Linked DNA regions of Macaca mulatta: region 1 is linked to region 2. A link is a contact called in public Hi-C data. All regions are on one chromosome and are shown on one strand. The core of a region is the stretch at or near the end of the contact, and the rest is flanking DNA. Distances in the headings are between cores, read along the strand shown.

Evidence for each region. Hi-C and Micro-C count contacts between places; a contact is called where the count stands out from the background.
Region 1: a Hi-C map of cortical neurons shows a contact between it and region 2, with 2.8 times the contacts expected there. The contact joins the promoter of BLMH here to the promoter of NSRP1 in region 2. A contact is called at or near these places in 4 of 14 Hi-C or Micro-C datasets (cortical neurons, fetal cortex germinal zone, fetal cortical plate and 1 more).

What each region holds. Positions count from the first base shown.
Region 1 is chr16:39,037,026-39,043,835 of T2T-MMU8v2.0, forward strand. BLMH (bleomycin hydrolase) reads right to left here and starts at 2,944. Exons shown (of 11, transcript XM_077970734.1): 1 at 2,806-2,944; 2 at 2,305-2,502. The coding sequence starts at 2,364.
Region 2 is chr16:38,861,823-38,868,473 of T2T-MMU8v2.0, forward strand. It overlaps NSRP1 (nuclear speckle splicing regulatory protein 1), which reads left to right and starts at 3,569. Exons shown (of 7, transcript XM_077970729.1): 1 at 3,569-4,088; 2 at 4,820-4,913. MIR423 (microRNA mir-423) reads left to right here and starts at 3,835; the gene lies at 3,835-3,928.

The sequences.
Region 1 (6,810 bases), core at 1,694-4,193, 170 kb after region 2:
AGGCTGGAGTGCAGTGGTGCAATCTCAGCTCGCTGCAAACTTCGCCTCCTGATTCTCATGTCTCAGCCTCCTGAGTAGCTGGAATTACAGATGCGTGTCACCACACCCACCTAATTTCTGTACTTTTAGTAGAGCCAGGGTTTTGCCATGTTGGCAAGGTTGGTCTCGAACTCTTGACCTCAAGTGATCCATCTGCCTCCGTCTCCCAGAGTGCTAGGATTACAGGCATGAGCCACAGCACCCGGCCAATATTTTATAAATTTAAATATATACTTAAAATCATGTTAACATAAATTGATTTAGAAGTACTGTTTTTCCTACTTCACATTTCATTTCCACACTGATTCATACTCTTCACATGTACCTAGCCATCAGTGTCTGTGCCATCATTAGATCCACTCTTTCAGTCAGCACACGTCATCTCTCTTCCTCTAGTATGTTTGAGTCAATGTTTTGAATCCATGCATGATGCTGTCCCTGAAAATTCTATGCCAAGCATCAACTATATAATCAGATTCTTCATTTGTCCTGTATGTGTATAATCACAAACTCCATTATCACCACTTCCTGTTCTGACTTACATGATCTTTAAAAGGTCTATTTACAATGATATGCAACATCAATTTATTCTAATTTGTCGCCTTTTAAAAAAAGCTGATTCAATCAAAGGATCTCTGTAAGCATGCAAAGGTAGTACGCATCTGAGGTTTTTCAGAGTAACGTCTTCTCCAAATTGTACTCTACTTCAAAATAAAGTAACTGAGAGCGCCCACTAGAAAAATCCTTTAAGGTCTTAAATATAGGGAAATTATCTCTTTTCTGAAGGAAAATTCTGAGGGAAAATCTTTGACTTGTATTGGGTATAACTTTTTTACTAATATGAAAATACGTTTATAATATATTGGTAAGTGAAAAAGATAGGTAGCTTACATAACAATGCATAAGGTATCAATCCACATTACACACACACACACACACACACACACACACACACACAGACCTGACAAATATACAGGAAAAATATTCACTTGGTATTTGCAAATATTCTACATTAAACAAAAATAATTTTGTAACAAGAAGAAAACTCTAGTTAACTACAGTGTTTTTTGAAAGTCACCAGTGCCTTACTATTAGTCTTTACCTTAGATTTACCTGTATGTCACCTCTCTTCTATATGCTATATATTTCTAGTAGAAGGGATCTGGATGCACTGGTGATGTGAAAACTGCATGAAAATAAACTACACAGCTCACATGCTATTTGGATCTTTTGTATATAAAAGTGACACTGCAAAATGTGTAAGACCTGACCTGTTCCCTAACAAGTCACTGCAATCTAAACTATGTAGGACCACTGTGACATTACTAACTGTATCATCTGTAGCCTGAGAGCCCATACCACTCCAAGCACTTTCTTCTAGAGCAAAACATTAATTATTGTAAGGTCTTGATTTTTTCCTTAACATTTAAAAAATCAACTTTATTCAGGTAAAATGTACATACAATAAAATGTACTCAAGTTAAATGTGTGCTTTGTGAGTTCTGACCGACTCTAAACAAGCACTGATGTGCTTCCTGTCCATATAGATAGACTGGGGGTCTTCAAGTAGATAAAGACTTTAAAAAAATCCTTTTAGTACAATTTTGTTGTGAGAATGTGCTCCTTATTTAGATTGTTGGATATCCAATCTTTCACTATACCTGTTTTTTTTCTGAGAGTGGTGCTAGAAAGCAGATAGCAAAACGAGACTTCTTGACTAGTAAGGCATGAGAATAGAACTTTTTTCTGTATTACAAATTGATCTACTGGTGGGAACTGAGCCCATCAGCACATTAGCTTCAACTGTAACCAAGAAACAAATTTAAAAGTAACATCTGATGACATTTTAATGTAATTACATTGTGTCTTTTCTATTTCATAGTATAGGGCCTTCAGGGCGTTTCTGGGGAGTCCTCCAAGGATATGAACCTTTTCACATATTCTGTTTTGTGACCAAAACCATGTATCTCCAAAACATGGGCTACAAACCACAAAACATCGGAACATAATATAGTCAATTACACTCAAACGTATACTCGTGGACATGTCACTTTAGTATTCTAACCACATGTGCTAACAAGCCACAGAACACCAAAACAAACCACATTGGTAATGTTCTTAGACCTGCCTGTACCTGTGCCTCACTCTCTAAGAATTTACAACCAGTTCTTTCAGTACGAATTTAAGACCACTCTCAAGTAAGACACCAAAATGGGACGCTGTCAGGAAGGTCAAGGAAAGTATGGGAGAAGTTGAAGCCCACACCTGAGCTCTTCTGGTTGGTGACTGGCTTGCCCTCCTGGGACACCGCGTGCTGGAACACATGCTGCGCGCGCTGCACCGTGGCCCGCTTCAGACAGATGTCCAGCAGGTCGTGGGTGGTCCCGACATTCTGGGCAAGTACGAACTGGGAATCAGAATTCAGTTTCTGTATCAGAGCAGCTACCTTCTCCGAATTCAGTCCTGTTGGGAGACCAAAACGGGATTTTAACGCCAAAAAGAGGGGGAAGAGGGCTGATCTGGGGCTCCCGCGTCCCGGATCTAACTTCGTAGGCGCATCCTGGGATGCCCGCTGCAGCGGGGAAGCCCATGAGCTGCATCCTCCTCCAAGGCGCTGTCTCCCTCCAGGCCGCTCCAGCTCGCCCCGAAAGCTCCCTCCCCGCCATCGCCCAGGGTCCCAGCCCCCGGCCTTCCCCGCCGCCGGGCCTCACGGGGACCGCGGAGCTCCTCCAGAGAGGACCGCGGCGGGGGACGGCGGCACCTCACCCGCGCTGCTCATGGCGCCCACGCTGCCCGGCGGCGTAACGGTAGCTTCCAGGGTCCTCGGGCGAGCGCCGGGGTTGCGCTGCGGCTCCCTGCCTAAAGCGCCGGACCTGCCTCTCGCACCCGGAGCGCCGGAAAAAGGAAACCGGCTTGGTGGTGGCGGCGGGGAGGCTGAGGCCGGGAGAAACGGGGTCCGCGGAGGGACAAAACTCCCCCCTCGCGTTGCTGACTCAGCGCCGTCGGGGCTGGCCCCGCCCGGGGGAGGGCCGACGGGGGCGGCCTCGCTGACGCGCCGGGTCAGCCAGTGCCGGGGGCCCGAGGCCGCGCCTGCCCCCGCGCACTACCGCGCAGTTGCTCTGCGAGGCAGGGCGGTGCCGGAGCCCTCGCCCCCTGGGTTCCCGCCTCCGGGCCGCGCGGGCGCCCTCTCGGTATCAGGCCCGCTCCGAGGAGGGAGGCTGACGTGTTCCCTACGGGCCCAGACCCCAAGTACTCTAGCATCGGGGAATCGTCCCCAGGAATCCTTGTGAGAAGCCAAAAGGGAGCTCGAGGCGGGAGGGAGGAGCTGAGAGGTCCCATAATTAAGCATCAGGCTTAGGACGGGTCACAAGGAATGCACCCGAAGGCTCTTCCTATAGGCTTCGTTTGCTGACCAATCACTGCATTCTCAATGGCAACTGGTTGCTTGGATTCTCGTCAGAAGCAAATAATTGTCTTTGAGGGGAAATTGGAACCAAGCTCTTTCCCACCCACTCCAAAGCTATTACCAGAGTTCTACAAATAGACAGCTGCTCATTTCAAGAACGCTACCCATTTGGTCTTAACGGAGTTCACGAGTGTCTCCTGTATAGTCCAGCATGTCCCGTTGGGTTTAACCTAGGAGGATGACAGAGGCTAGCCTTATGCCTCAATATTGTTTTGCCGAGTTCTCTACAAAACTAACTGATGCTTCCCCCTCTAGGCTTTCAAGATAACAGTTTCCCAAAGTTTTGAGATTGTAAAAACCTTGTTTTTGTTGATTCCGTTTTTCATGCCCCGAAATCTCAGCCCTTAGTAAGATGTTGGGCTAGAACCCAAAGAGGGTAAAACAAAAACACTGAAACCCTGTATCTGCTATTCAAAACAATAAGGTTTTGTGTGTGTGTGTGTGTAACCTAGAATCTAGGTCTTCTTAGGTTGAAAACCATCGCAGTTCTAAGGAACTCTGATATCTGGAAAAATCCATACTGAGGCACCAGTCATTCAAGAAAGCACAGTTTCTATGTCCCTAGAGAGACTCAGCTAAAAATTGGGGCTATAACATAGCAACTATTTTAAGTGGGCCCATCAACCATCGTATTCTGAGGTTCTTTCAATATCTGAAAAAGAAGAGGCTGAGAATTATACAGAAAGAAATCACTGGTCTTTTCACAAAATGATGTTCAAGCATCCTGTCCAATTCAAATAATAAATTTTTATTCAATATCTAACATGTACTATGCACTGGACAAACTACCGATGACATAGAGATGAACAAAACTTAATCTTGCCCTTAAGAAGCTCAGTGTAGTAGGAAAGAAATGCAAAACAACTTTTAGACTCTCTGTAGTAGCATACCAATAGCGCTGTAGACTGTAGAAGCAATGAGGAGAGCACCATCAATTAGGGCCAAAGGGTGCCTGAAAATAGAAGTGACAAGAGAGCATGATCTTGAAGAGTGGATGAGATTTTTATAAGTTAAAGAACAGGAGAAGGGCATTCAAGGCACCAACGAAGGCACAGAGAATAAAATCATGTTCGAGAAAGGGTGCATTATAATCGGATGTGGCTAAGAGCAAGGCATGTGTTGAGAGCAGAGGCAAGGTGTAGGACTGGAAAAGTGTGAGTTTGGGCCAAGATATAAAGGGTTTTATGTGCAATGCCTGAGCATCTAGACTTTATCTTATGGTTAATTAGAAGACAAAATGGGTTTTGAAACAAAGGAAAAACATGCTGAAGTCCGTGTAAAAAAAAAAAACCTGGTGGCAGTGGGGAGAGTGATTTGGAGGGGAGAGGCTCTGGAGATGGGGAAACTGCCTAGAAGGTTCTTCCAGTAGTGAACTTGGGAGAGGACAAAAGCCTTAAATTGCAGAAAGGGAAGAGGCATCGATAATCTTGAGGTTTTCAGCTGAATAAGAAAATGGAAGGTGGTATCATTAACCAAGAGAGGGCATACAGAAAAATAGGTATATTTGCATATTTGCAAGTGTGCAGATCTGAACTGAGTTTGGGCTATAGCAACATTAGGATGCCCACAGGACACCCAGGAAGAGAAGTTCAGGAGGTAGATGAAAAGATACCTAGAGATTAAGTGAGACACATAAGTTCAAGTTGGAACCATGGAAGTCAGCAGGGTTACAGAGGGAAACAGGATAGAGTGAGATAGAGATGAAGACCACAGATAGTGCCCTGGGCTGCAATGTGCAGTGGCACAGGGTGTTCATGGCACAAGGGCACCAGGCTGAGTGTGGTGAGTAGAGACTAAAATGCAGTCCAGGCTCTGCTTGCCAAGCCATGCACCCTGGCCAAGGCTGTGCACAGAGTATGATGTACCTTTCACTACTTTTTTTTTTTTTTTGAGACAGAGTCTCGCTGTGTAATCTCGGCTCACTGCAACCTCCACCTCCTGGGTTCAAGCAATTCTCCTGCCTCAGCCTCCTGAGTAGCTGGGATTACAGACACGCACCACTATACCCGGCTAATTTTTGTATTTTTAAGGGAGACGGGGTTTCACCATGTTGGCCAGGCTGGTCTTGAACCCCTGACCTCGTGATCCGCCCACCTCGGCCTCCCAAAGTGCTGGAATTAAAGGCGTGAGCCACCTTGCCCGGCCCCTTTCACGACTTCTTATAAGGATGCCATATGGGGGTAGCATTAGCTCTGATAATGATAATGTTTAAAGTATAGATGAAAACAGAGGAGCCAGCAGAACTAGAAAGAGCAGTCAGAGAAGTAGGAGACCTGGGGAGTTACGTCCTGGAATCCCAGGAAGGCAAGGCGAGGACAGTGAATTGAACTAAAAGCTGCAGAGAGTCAAGTAAGATTGGTTTTGGCAACTGGGTTGCAGGCAACCTTAGAGAGGGCAGTTTTAGTGGAGGGGAAGGGTGGGCAGAAGCCACATTGTAGTGAGTTGAGAGGGAGGTAAATATTAGGGAAGCTCTTTGGGGAGAAAGGGTAAATTTATGTCTACTGGAGGATGAAAGGAAGGAATCAGTACAGATGAGAGATTAAATATACGTCAGAGAGGATACAATTGCAAGAGTAAGAGCTCAGGAGGAGATGGAATCACTGGGGAAGGTGGAGGGGACCAGTTTTACAGCTATTGCCACCCTTTCCATGCTGGCGATTACATTTCTCCACCCCATGCCCAGAGATTTCTATCATCATCTCTTTGCCAGCATCCTGCTCTGTCCTCATCATCAGGGTGGCACCCTTATTACCAGATTTCCACCCAGCAATTCACACCCATGCACTCAGCCCCCATGTGGGCATGGTGAGGAGGTACAGAATAAAACTGGTTTCCCAGTGGGTTGCCCCCAAATGACCCACCCAGGAAGACATTTCTCCAAGAAGAAAATTCTTATGTTCTAGCCCTCTTATTCCAGCCAGAAGAGATGTTGTACAGCCCAGTGACACCTCATGGGACAAGGCAACCAGAAACAGAATTCTAGTATGAAGTCCATAATATTAAAAAAGAAAATATTGCCTGTAATCCCAGCACTTTGGGAGGCTGAGGTGGGAGGATTCCTGCCTCGAGTTAAAGGCCAGGAGTTGAAGACCAGCCTGGGCAACATAGTGAAATCCCACCACTACAAAAAAAGAAAGAAAAAAAGAAAAAATTTTAGAAAAAAATTAGCTGAATGTGGTGGCAGACACTTTTAGACCTAGCTACTCAGGAGGCTGAGATGGGAAGATCACTTGAGCTCAGGAGTTTGAGGGTGCAGTGAGCTATGATCACACTGCTGTACTCAGCTGTCTCTAAAAAGAAAGAAA
Region 2 (6,651 bases), core at 2,319-4,818:
GGAAATTTCTGTTGTATAATAACCATGAGGATGGTAGTGATGATCTATCTTTTACTGGTTTACCCAGCTTGTCCTTACAGCATTTCTGGTTAAAGTTTCAAAAGTTGGGTTCCAAAATGTTAGGAGGCTTCTCTGTGCCCTTATTCACCGCTGCAGTTACCACCACTGCTGCAGACTCTACAACACTGCATCTGAGAAACTGTCCCTTCTAGCCTAGGGAAAATCCCATGACCGCTTCATTAAAATGTCCCAAAGGCAATGGAAGAATACAGAATATACCAATTGAAAAACTCAAATTATCTAGGATATTGAGTTCCCCCCTGGGTAATTATGGGTAACTAATTCCCCATTCAGTCTCTTCAAGCAAGAGGCAGGCAGCCCTGGCAGGGGGCTTTATTTTTTACTCTTTATTTTAAGCAAAGTAACACATACTCCTAAAAAGTCATTCTGTTACACAAGGTCTGCTGAGACCATGGCATTTCCCAGCCCCACCTTACCTCTATTTTCCTTGCTTCTGAATCAACTACTTTCAATTCTTTTTGCTCAGGAGTTGGTAAACAGCCCATTGGCCAAATCTGGCCAGCTGCCTGGTATGGTAAAGTTTTATTGGAATAGGTATGCCCATGTCTACGGCTGCTTTCACATTATCAGGGCAGAGTTGAGTAGTTGCCACAAAAACCACATGGGTCACATGGACTAAATTATTTGCTATCCGACTGCAGTAAAAGTTTGCCAACCTCTATTTTAGCTGTGGTTTTGACATTTACCTCTATATTGTTAAATTACATGCTTGTGTGGCTATTTTTGTTTTTCCGATTTAGGCAGTATCTATTAATCTCCCAGTATACAATACAAAGATTTAGCTCCTTCCTCAGCATACATACACACACACTTCCCATCCATTCTTCTCAATATTATTACATAGTAATTTAATCAGAATAGATCAATATTCAGTGTTTATATTATCATGATTATGTATGCTATTTAGAGCTTAGCCATGTTGTAAATTACAATTATTTTCCATTCCTGTACATCCTTTTTCTTTCCCTAGAGTTAATGTCAAAAGAAAACCGGAGTGGCTATAATATCACACAAGTAGATTTCAGAGCAAAGAATATTATAATGATAAAGGTTATTTGATAATGAAAAGTCAATTAAGAAGACATTACAATCGTAAACCTAATGACAGAGCTTCAAAATACATGAAGTTAAAACTGATAGAACTTCAAGTCTATAGACATAAAATGGTTACCCAGGACTGGAGGATTTGGAGGAAAACAGGAGCGACGAATAGGTACATGGTTTCTTTGCTGGGTATTAAAAATAATCTAAAAGTGGCCAGGCGCAGTGGCTCACACCTGTGATCCCAGCACTTTGGGAGGCCGAGGCAGGTGGATCACCTGAGGTCAGGGGTTTGAGACCACCCTGGCCAACATGGAGAAATCCTGTCTCTACTAAAAATACAAAAATTAGCCGGGTGTGGTGGCACATGCCTGTAATCCCAGCTATTTGGGCGGCTGAGGCAGGAGAATCGCTTGAACCCAGGAGCTTGCAGTGAGCCAAGATGCACCACAGCACTCCAGCCTGGGCAACAGAGCAAGGCTCTGTCTCAAAAAAAAAAAAATCTAAAATTGATTGTGGTGAGGGTAGTAGAACTATGACTATACTAAAAATACAACTTTACTATACTGAACACCACTGAATTGTACACTTTAAATGAATGAATTGTACGATATGTGAATTACTGCTCAATAAAAATTTTAAAAAAGATTTTTAAAAATATTAGACAGAAATCCGAATCTACACAAAGACATGGAAACATGAGAAATGATAAATACGTGGGTAAACATATTTTTCCTATTCAAAAAAATCTTTTTAAAAACGAATTTACTTTTTATAGCAAAAATAATTTATCGTGCATTTACGACATAGTGACAATAGCACAAACTAGGAGATAAAATGGAAGTATACTTTTGTAAGCTTCTTATACTATACAGAAAGCGGTAGATTCTTACTTTAAGGTAGACTGTGATAAGTTTAAGACATATATTAGAAACCCTAAAGCAACAGCTTTAAAAAATAACAAGCAAAGAAGTATGGTCAATAAACCAACAAAGGAGGCTGAAGCATGAAAATCATAAGCTGAATCACAGTTGGGAAAAGTAGAAAACAGCAATCATACTTTTTTTTTCTTTTTTTTGAGATGGGGTCTGGCTACGTTGTGCATGCTGGCCTCAACCTCCCAAAGTGCTGGGACTACAGGCCTGAGCCACCCCACCCAGTCTGCAATCATAGTCACTTTAATGAAAACGTTTTAAACATCCAAATTAAACGGAAGAGACTGTCAGACTGGATAAAAAAGACCCAACTATATTCTGTCAACGTGTGATCCAATTTGAATATAAATACACAGATTAAAATAGGTTGAAAAACATACACTATGCTAGCATTAATCAAAAGAAAGCCAGTTATATTTAGAGCAGACCAAGCAAAGAATAAAGGAAGAAAGAGGGCCACTTCTTAATGCTATAGAGGTTAATGCAAGAGAACATAACAATCCTAAATGTTTACATACCTAAGTTCAAAATACATGACACAAACTGATAGAATTGAAAGGAGAAGCAAATTCACAATTATAGTTGGAGACTTCAACATCCTTCTCTCAGTAATTGATCTCTTTGGCTGCTCTGAGACTAGTCTGGAATGAACCAAGAGTGAATGAGTGCACAGATGTGGGTAGAGTTTTCAAAAAGGTATCATATACGGGCCGGGCACGGTGGCTCATGCCTGTAATCCCAGCAATTTGGGAGGGCGAGTCGGGCGGATCACCTGAGGTCGGGAGTTCGAGACCAGCCTGACCAACATGGAGAAACCCCGTCTGTAGTAAAAATACAAAACTAGCCGGGCCTGGTGGCACATACCTGTAATCTCAGCTACTCGGGAGGCTGAGGCAGGAGAATCGCTTGAACCCAGGAGGTGGAGGTTGCGGTAACCGAGTTCGCGCCTTTGCATTCTAGCCTGGGCAACAAGAGCGAAACTCCGTCTCAAAAAAATAAACAAATAAAAATAAAAAATAATTTTGGTCCCATGTAAGGTATTATTAATACATGGATTTTCATTTTTCGCCTAATTATCCTGAACCAGTTAAACTGAACACTTGGAAGTGGGTAGGGGGAATATCGATAGCCATGGCCGTGGTTTTCAAACTTGAGTATCAGAATTACCCGCGGGTTAAAATTCAGATAACTCTCTCCACTCCAAAACTTCTGATTCGGCGGGTTTGGGGTGGTGCCCGAGAATTTGTCATTTTAACAATATCTCCCGTTGTGGTGATGCCGCTGGTCGCAGAACCACACTCTGGAACAACTGGCCTAGAACGTTGTCATTCTTTTCTCCTACAGATTTTGAGGCAGCCGGTGGGCTCCGAAACAAAACAGAGGCCACGGGATCCGATTCCCAGTACGGTGGAAGTGACTCAAACCAGCCACTCAACAGACAAGCAGAATCCGGGCCACCCAAAGCCGCGCGAGAGTTTAAGTGACGTCATCGGCGTCAGCGTCACGGTGGCGTCGGCCACGTTCAGCGGACACGGGAGCAAGATGGCGATTCCGGGCAGGCAGTGAGTGATGCGGGAGTTAGGGTCAGGCTGGGGGATGAGAAACTACGGCGACTGTGTCTTTGGCCGAGGAGTTTTAAATGCGCTGGAAGTGAAGGGACTGTGTCTTCAGGGGTACAGACGGGAAAAAACGAGAAATCCTGAGGAACGTAGATTCCCCTCCCCCGTACATTTTCCAGGATGGAAGCTCGAAGTTTGAGGGAGAAACTTGTGAGGAAATAAAGGAAGTTAGGCTGAGGGGCAGAGAGCGAGACTTTTCTATTTTCCAAAAGCTCGGTCTGAGGCCCCTCAGTCTTGCTTCCTACCCCGCGCTTGAGTTTCTCCCCGCTTGGATGCTCTCAGGGGCAGTGTGAAGAGAGACAATTCCTGGCTTCCTTAGAGGGCCTTGTTCTCCTTGGCAGAAGCTCAAGTCCTGATTCCCGCCCTTCCTTCTCGTTTTAGGAATATTGTTCTGAGAAGCCACAGAAAAAGGGTAGGCATATAGGAAATTGGGATATACGTTGCCGCAAAAGAGACAAATACTGTACGTACTTGAAAGGTTTACCTTTGATGTGTAATCCTTAGTTTTGATGCGGCCTCCCGTGATCTCCGCATCTTAAAGGCCAAAACGTGAGAAACTGAAGGAGGTGGATCTGATGGGATGGTTCGCTTAGCAAAGCACGTGATCTTAATAAAGTGTAATGCGAACTTGCCCCATGGCTACTTGGGTTTCTCAGTTAATCTTTTAAAAATTTTAGTGAGTTACACTATCCAGTCAGTTCTTAGAAACTGTATAAATACACAGTAGGAAAAAAAAAAATCTGGCCGTTTTCTTGACTTGTTAGACCACAAGGATAATTGAAAGCATTTTAAAATCTTTGGTGGACATGAACTAAACTTTCCACTACACATTTTTTTAAAAAAATGTTACCATCACTTCGCCATCTTAAAACATTTCTGAACTTTTCATTTACTTCTCTTCTTTGATAAAAATGATATTCGAGTTTGGCCCGTGTCCACAAATGATCACTTAAAGTAATAATTATAGACTCTTACGGCATGTTAGAATTTTGACATTACTGAGAAGCAGAAACAGTCTGTTATGTGTTCATAAAGCTTATGACATGTTTTGATTTGGTAGCTTCATGTGGAAGAGATAGTAGATGTATTTGTTAACATTTAAACATAATGGTTTAATTTCTATTTCAAAAAAAATATATGCAGGTATGGGCTTATTTTGCCAAAGAAAACACAGCAGTTGCACCCTGTTTTGCAAAAACCATCAGTGTTTGGGGATGATTCTGATGATGATGATGAGGTAAGGAAACCTATGTTTTACTCGTACATTGTTGGAAATGTAAATTTTTTAAAAATTGAACTTGCGACTCTGATACCTTTGCCTTTGTTATTTGTCAGTACAGTGAAGTATAATTTACAGAACTCTCAAAAAGGAATGTGTAAAGAAAGCAGCTCCACCGATTTTTTAAAATATTTTTTTCCCTCTAAAAGCTGTGAACTTTACCTTTAAACAAATACACAGTCTTTTCAGACTACTGAAATTGTCATAACAAAATTGTTGGTGTAAAGATCCCTAGGTATGAAAAAAAAAAAAGATCCCTAGGTATGAGTTATTAAGATGTCACCAATTTCCTACAAATTTTTATTAGCAAAAGCAGTTTTTAATTTGTTAACCATGAGCTAAGATCACTATATAACAGTTCTTAACAACACTACTTTTTTTAAATTCAGTGTCTGCCAAATGTAATTGCTCAGTTATAATCATGGTAGTAAATAGTTACCCTTGATAGTACTACAATAACATCTAATATAAAAATTTTCTATTACTTTGGGAGGCCGAGATGGGTGGCTCACGAGGTCAGGAGATCGAGACCATCCTGGCTAACACAGTGAAACCCCACCTCTACTAAAAAAAATATAAAAAACCTAGCCAGGCGAGGTGGCAGGCACCTGTAGTCCCAGCTACTCAGGAGGCTGAGGCAGGGGAATGGCATAAACCTGGGAGGCGGAGCTTGCAGTGAGCCGAGATCCGACCACTGCACTCCAGCCTGGGCGACAGAGCGAGACTCCGTCTCAAAAACAAACAAAAAAAATTTTCTATTTTAGCAGCCAAAACTTTTTCTGTGAAACTCACAGTTATATATCAGAAACGACCACAAATGTGTGCTTTTCTTTTCTTTTTTTTTTTTTTTTTTTTTGAGTCTTGCACAGTTGCCAAGGCTGAAGTGCAATGCCGTGATCTCGGCTCACTGCAACCTCCGCTTCCTGGGTTCAAGCTATTCTCTTGCCTAAGCTTCTTGAGTAGTTGGGATTACAGGCACCTGCCATCATGCCCACCTAAGTTTTGTATATTTTTAATATTTTTTGTAGAGACAGGGTTTCACCATATTGGCCGGGCTAGTCTCGAACTCCTGACCTCAGGTGATCCACCTACCTCAGCCTCCCAAAGTGCTGGGATTACAGGTGTGAGCCACCACGCCCAGTAAATGTGTGCTTTTCTAATACTCCTGTCATGTTTTAATATTTTTTTTTCTTTTTTTTTTGAGACAGAGTTTCGCTCTTGTTACCTAGGCTGAAGGGCGATGGTGCAATCTTGGCTCACTGCAATCTCTGCCTCCTAGGTTCGAGTGATTCTCCTGCTTCAGCCTCCCGAGTAGCTGGGGTTACAGGTGCCTGCCACCATGCCCGGCTAATTTTCTTTTGTTGTTGTATTTTTAGTATTTTTTGTATTTTTAATATTTTTTGTATATTTAGTAGATTTTCCTGCCTCAGCCTCCTGAGTAGCTGGGATTACAGGTGCCCCACCACCACGCCCAGCTAATTTTTATATTTTTAGGAGAGATGGGGTTTCACCATGTTGGCCAGGCTGGTCTTGAACCCGACCTCAGGTGATCCACTCACCTCGGCCTCCCAAAGTGCTGGGATTACAGACGTGAGCCACCGTGCCCAGCCTCTTTTTTTTTTTTTTTTTTCAGATGGAGTCTCCCTCTGTTGCCTAGGCTGGAGTGCAGTGGTGCAATTTCAGCTCACCGCAACCT